Linked DNA regions of Mus musculus: region 2 is linked to region 1. A link is a contact called in public Hi-C data. All regions are on one chromosome and are shown on one strand. The core of a region is the stretch at or near the end of the contact, and the rest is flanking DNA. Distances in the headings are between cores, read along the strand shown.

Evidence for each region. Hi-C and Micro-C count contacts between places; a contact is called where the count stands out from the background.
Region 2: a contact with region 1 is called in a Hi-C map of the 63-12 cell line, with 3 times the contacts expected there. The contact joins two enhancer-like sites. A contact is called at or near these places in 1 of 39 promoter capture datasets (hippocampal neurons), 2 of 15 datasets of contacts at CTCF or cohesin (large pre-B cells and pro-B cells), 45 of 484 Hi-C or Micro-C datasets (3T3-L1-derived adipocytes, the 63-12 cell line, the C2C12 cell line and 24 more) and 5 of 115 datasets of contacts at active chromatin or transcription factors (the 230-238 cell line, acute myeloid leukemia and embryonic stem cells).

What each region holds. Positions count from the first base shown.
Region 1 is chr3:36,339,655-36,342,354 of GRCm38.p6, reverse strand. No RefSeq gene overlaps it. Among named protein-coding and RNA genes, the nearest start is that of Gm42208, 62 kb to the right of the region's middle. Within about 2 kb of position 1,389, at least 39 of the 459 cell types and tissues checked have an H3K27ac peak or open chromatin away from gene starts, as enhancers often do. A contact at or near this core is called in the 63-12 cell line, the C2C12 cell line, the HL-1 cell line and 2 more, where this site is marked.
Region 2 is chr3:36,448,213-36,450,951 of GRCm38.p6, reverse strand. It overlaps Anxa5 (annexin A5), which reads left to right. Exons shown (of 13, transcript NM_009673.2): 11 at 256-314; 12 at 518-640; 13 at 1,546-2,029. The coding sequence ends at 1,608. Among named protein-coding and RNA genes, the nearest start is that of Mir7009, 26 kb to the left of the region's middle. Within about 2 kb of position 1,376, at least 126 of the 459 cell types and tissues checked have an H3K27ac peak or open chromatin away from gene starts, as enhancers often do. A contact at or near this core is called in the 63-12 cell line, the C2C12 cell line, the HL-1 cell line and 2 more, where this site is marked.

The sequences.
Region 1 (2,700 bases), core at 140-2,639:
AAGCTAGGTGGGTAAGGATTCGGCGGTGACAAACAGAAACAAACACAGACACACTTTGAATCTGAGTGTATTTTGCAGCTCTCAAGCAAGGGATTTTATATATTAAAAAACTAGACATTACATCTCTTAGAATCTGTATCCAGCGAAACAATCACAAATACCAACAAAAATCATTTGGCACAGTAAAGCACAAAAATCTTCTAAGCATTACAACTCTGAAACTATGTGTTCAGTGAATCACAAACAGAACAGGTAACATCATTATTAATATAAATCATCAAAACATAACAATTCCAAAAGGATGAATTTAGTGGGGCTAGTGGCATATTTCCAAGCAGGTTAATAGATCTTTATGGTCAGTGCTCTTAACCGCTGAGCTACCTCTCCAGCCCCATATGGTCAGCTATTATTTAACAGCTAATGCCTGATTTTCTATAAATCTTCAGCACATAAATTTAAACTATTTTAATTCTTTCTAATTAAGGCTTTCTTTACCACATACCAAAACCCACCTCCGATGACACACGTGCAGCCATATGAAATTGTATTGTTGGTAAAGTTTTTTTTTTATCTATCATTATAGTGTTGTAAATGATTTAAAAAGTAAAGCATTGGTTTCCCCGGGGCTAAGGCCATGTTAGTGACCCCATCTCAAGAGATGGTTTCTTACCCATTATTGCCCTAGGCTACCAGGAACATGTAAATAAGGAAAGGCATAGGAGAAAACAAAACAGATAGATTGCCATGAGAACTACGGCGCAATAATTTTTCTCCAGCGAGGTTCCAGGAGGCCTCCCCCTTTCGAGATCAACCGCCTCAGTCTGTGGAACTTGTCACACACATCCTACTGGAGGTGGTTGGGCAATGTAGTTTGCCTTCCTTCCTTCCACCACTGGTCTTCAGTAGTTTCAGGGCACCTGCTCTGTTGTGCCCAGGGAGAGAACATTTCTAAGTGGTTTCACTTGGGCAGGATGCCCTGAGGACTTGGTTCAGGCATTCTTTTTTTCAAACGAATTTGCATTTTTACAAGCTGAGGTTCTAGATATGCGAAGTCTTACCCTGCAAGAGCTTTTCTCAGTGTGTAGATGCTGCTCTCGAAGAGCAGGTCTCTTCAGTGATAACAGCGACTCTGTCCACACTTCTTACTACATTGTGCTCTTTGCCCACATGTGTGATTTTCACGTGTGTGTGCATGACATGTTTGTGGGGGAGGGTTAGAGCATAATTTGTGGGAGTCAGTTCTCTCTTTCCTAGAACCGTGTGGGCTCTGGAGCATAAACTCAAGTCCACAGGCTTGGCAGGCAGCCAGTTCCTTTTCCTGCTCAGCCTCTCACCAGCCCCCATATTGTGAATCAGAGAGTGGTGAGCAATGGTTATGTCACAGCCTGGATGTTTAGCTGTTTTGAAATGTCCTCCACCAACCAACTTAGTCCATTCCTTTGAATTCAGCCTTAAACAATTTTTCAGAAAAATAGGCGGAAAACACAGCCAGATTCATTGCCAGAATGTAGCATTAATGCCTCTCATTCAACTCACAGTGAGTGCCCCTCCCCAATCTCACGAGCCTGGCTTCGGCTGTCCATATTTCTACTGACATTCTGGTCGGAACACCAGCCAGAACATCCCACTAAGCTCTTGTTATGAAATTATAGGGCTATATTACCTACAGCTTCAAACTCCTGCACACCATTCCTCTTAGTGTCTCTTCAGTCCAGGTAGAGTATGGGAGGGAATAGCCTTTAGGATATCTTAACTGGCCAACACCTTCACCTTCACCTTCACCTTCACCTTCACCTTCACCTTCACCTTCACCTTCACCTTCACCTTCACCTAGCCACTCACTCTTGGGATGGCCTAGCTCTCATTCAGATGAGGCAGTGTGTTGTTCTTTAACGTTCTGTAGTTATTGGTATGTTCTGTAGCTAAGGTTTAGGGTGGTGTGTGATAAACAATGGTGGCTGAAACAGGTTTTATTGTTGTTTATTTGCTTGCTTGGTTGTTTAGGTTGTTTTGTATACAACACACACACACACACACACACACACACACACACACACACATGTTTTGGAGACAGATGCCCCTTGGCAAATGACTTTGTGTACTTCCTTCATGGTACAGGCCTTGGAAACTCAAAAGCCAGGTGATTCCTTTCTTCCTCAAATTGTTGTGGAGAATGGCATTTGTCATAGCAACAAAAAGCAAACTAGGACAGGGTAAGTGCATAAAAATATAATTGATAGTAAAAGTGAAACTCTGTAACTTCAAAATGACTATTTTAACTGTATAAAAGTTCAAACAAGATATATAGTCTTTGGGTCTGACTAATCTGTGATTTTTTTTTAATTTGTAAGTTATTTACAATAAAGTTTTAATTAAAAGAAAAATGTGACCTTAGGTACCTGTGTATGGTCATAAACAATCTATAAATCAGCTCTATGTGGTTTCACAGCAGGAATCTCCACATATGGGGTGGGTGCTGTATTCATCTCATGGTTTGATAGAGTGCGTGACGACAGCTCATGGAGATGGAGTGCTGTTGCAACATTTTAAGGAGAAAGTTGCCTTAAAAACTTATGAGTCTTTTATTTATGTGAAATAAGTGAAGGAGAGACCTCACAGCTAATGAAGAATAGTGGCCAGTGGGCAAGGGTGGGCAAAACGTGGAGACTCGAGTGTCAACCATTAGAAGCTGGAAACCGA
Region 2 (2,739 bases), core at 127-2,626, 110 kb before region 1:
AGAACAAAGGGGCACAGAGAAGAGCCTCTTTTCCAGGGCCTTTCTGGACCCGCACAGTCCTCTGAAGAGAGCCAAGCTAGAGAGTCAGAAGACAGCTGCGGAGGGAACCCCAGCAGCTTGCAGATGCCCCTCTGCAGGGCACCTCACTTTTACACTTAGAAGCAGAGCTAAGAACAGGAGACAGTGTTTGCATTTTGATTACATCATTCTTCATGTCCGAATAGCTTTTGACAGTTGTACTATGTGTTTTCTTAGTGAAGTCTATTCGGAGCATACCTGCCTACCTTGCAGAGACCCTCTACTATGCCATGAAGGTGAGTAGACACCCTGCATCTAATAAATGCAGCCTTCTCTAGCTCTGACTATGCTTCATGTGACAGCCTGGGGATGCATGTCTCTTTCCGATGTGTAGCCTGTTTCTTCTACGTTACCAGACTTCAATGATTTACCTCAAACCAGGGGCATTTGGTGCTGTATGTGAAGACTTTTAACACCTGCACTCTTTTCTCCTTTAAAGGGTGCTGGGACGGACGATCACACCCTCATCAGAGTCGTGGTGTCGAGGAGTGAGATTGACCTGTTTAACATAAGGAAGGAGTTTAGGAAGAACTTCGCCACCTCCCTGTATTCTATGATCAAGGTAGAACTTTGGTTTACATTAGAAACACAGAGCCAGATCGGGCAGCATGAAGGAAATGGATGGAAGAATCCAGTTCCCGTGCTAAGTTAAAATATTAGTCATAGGATTAGAGGGGTTCTAAAGAAGGATAAAGGGGGAGCTGGGTTACAGCCCCGGCCAAGGCTCAACCGACCCAAGGCTTTGTCCGTTTTTAGAATGTGTGCTTGTGTATCCATCAGTATCAGCTGCCTTTGTTAGCTCCTCCCTCTCGTCAGTGTTTCTTTCTTCCTTGTCTGTGGTCACTGTGCCCCTGGTGTCAGGTCATAGCTGCAGCAAGAGACCCCTGTGACCTTGAAGTGTGGCTGAAAGGAAGTCTCTTGACATCTTTCCTTGTGGACCACGTGTAGAGAGAGGTTTCAGTTGAGCAAAAGCGTTGGATTTAATGTGTGTGGTGTGTGGAGCTTGGGTTGAGGGTTGCCAGCGAGTCTGTGCACTTAAGACACTAGCATTTCACACATAAGCGGCATGAGGGGAGCCCAAGGAAGGCATGCCCTATGCCCATGTCCGAGGCAAAGCCACAGCCCCTGAGAGGCCCTGCATGCCTTTGTTACCCGAGAGAAACTGGGCGTCTGTTTGAAGGCATGATGATTTAACATACTTGGAACGGCTTCTCTGCTTCTCCATGGAAGAACACAGTCCACTCCATTAAGAGAACAGCCCTCGAGGGGTAAAATTAGAAAGTTAAACTGAGCGGTATTGGTAGGAATTTCCCTGTGTAACATTCCTGTTGTGAGAGTCATGCAGAGAAGTTGCCCAGTGGGGAGAAAAGTCACAGGAACGATAGTCACCCTCAGCCATTTCCTCATCTTTTTATTTCCTGTGGCTTTTGTGAGTCATGGAGTTGACAGAGTGTGTTTGGGTTCCAGGGCGACACATCTGGAGACTATAAGAAGGCCCTGCTGCTGCTCTGCGGGGGCGAGGATGACTGAGAGCCGCCTGGAGCGCCCTGTGCCTGCTGCCCACCATCAGCTTTCCTCAGCACCACACTTGCTTGCATTCTGTGCCTGCCGCGCTGCCTTACACTAGTATGCTAATGACCAAAGGTGTCTTAGATGAAAGCAGTGTCCCGCCCTTCTGATGTTCTGTCTACAGTAGGTAGTGACCTTCCCATATCTCTCAGTCCAATGTCTGAGTTATTAATATTGTCTATGAATTGCTTTTTATATCCTTTTTTAAAGCTTCATTTATATTAAGTTAATAACCCTATTATCTTGATTGGAACCTTAGCGGTGAAATTGTGAACTCTTGGAAATGCTGTCAATCAAGCTTACTGCTCTAGCAGACCTGCAAAATTATGATGGTAGTATCCAAAACATTGGCGACAAATAAAAACATTCCCTTCCCTCCAAATCCTGTGTAGGTTTGTGTTTAGAAAGCTTATTTAACAATGATATCCCTTTGAAAGCAGGCACTTGACAGTAGTATTAGTTAAAGCTAAAACTATAGTTGGTCTTGGGGTACTAAAACATGCAGTATCGCAGACTGAACTTCCTAATGCGGTGAGGTAAAGGATGGAGAGAGAATGGGGGGTGGGGGATGGGAGGTGGGGGTAGGGTGTGGATGGAGGAAGGGGGTGGGGTGGGGTGGAGGTGCATGTGTTCCTCTGTGTGTGTGTGTGTGTGTGTGTGTGTGTGTGTAAAACAGTTTCCTGGTGGGATGAAAGCTGGGGAGGGGAGGGTCCCCTGGTGGGAGGAGGGGAGGTGAAGAGAAGAGATTTATTTCCTCACCAGCTAGGACAATACTATGGAGCTTCTACTAGCAGCAGAAAGAGTAAATTTTGCACAACCTAAAATTTCAGTGTGTTCGAGTTTGCTTGTAACTCTGCTCTTTACCTTCTCCTCCTCCTCCTTGAGATAATTGTAGAAGTTTCTTCCTCCAGTCCCATAGTCCCAGAAATAACCTAATGGCTCATAACCTAAGATAACCCATTTATTCTAATCCATGTTCTGCCACGAGGCTGGTTACCTGTGCTCAGGCACCACACGTCTGTCTCATCACAGATAACACAGACAGTACTCTTTAGGAAGCCATTTCTTCAGCCTTGCCTTCCTGTTTCCCAC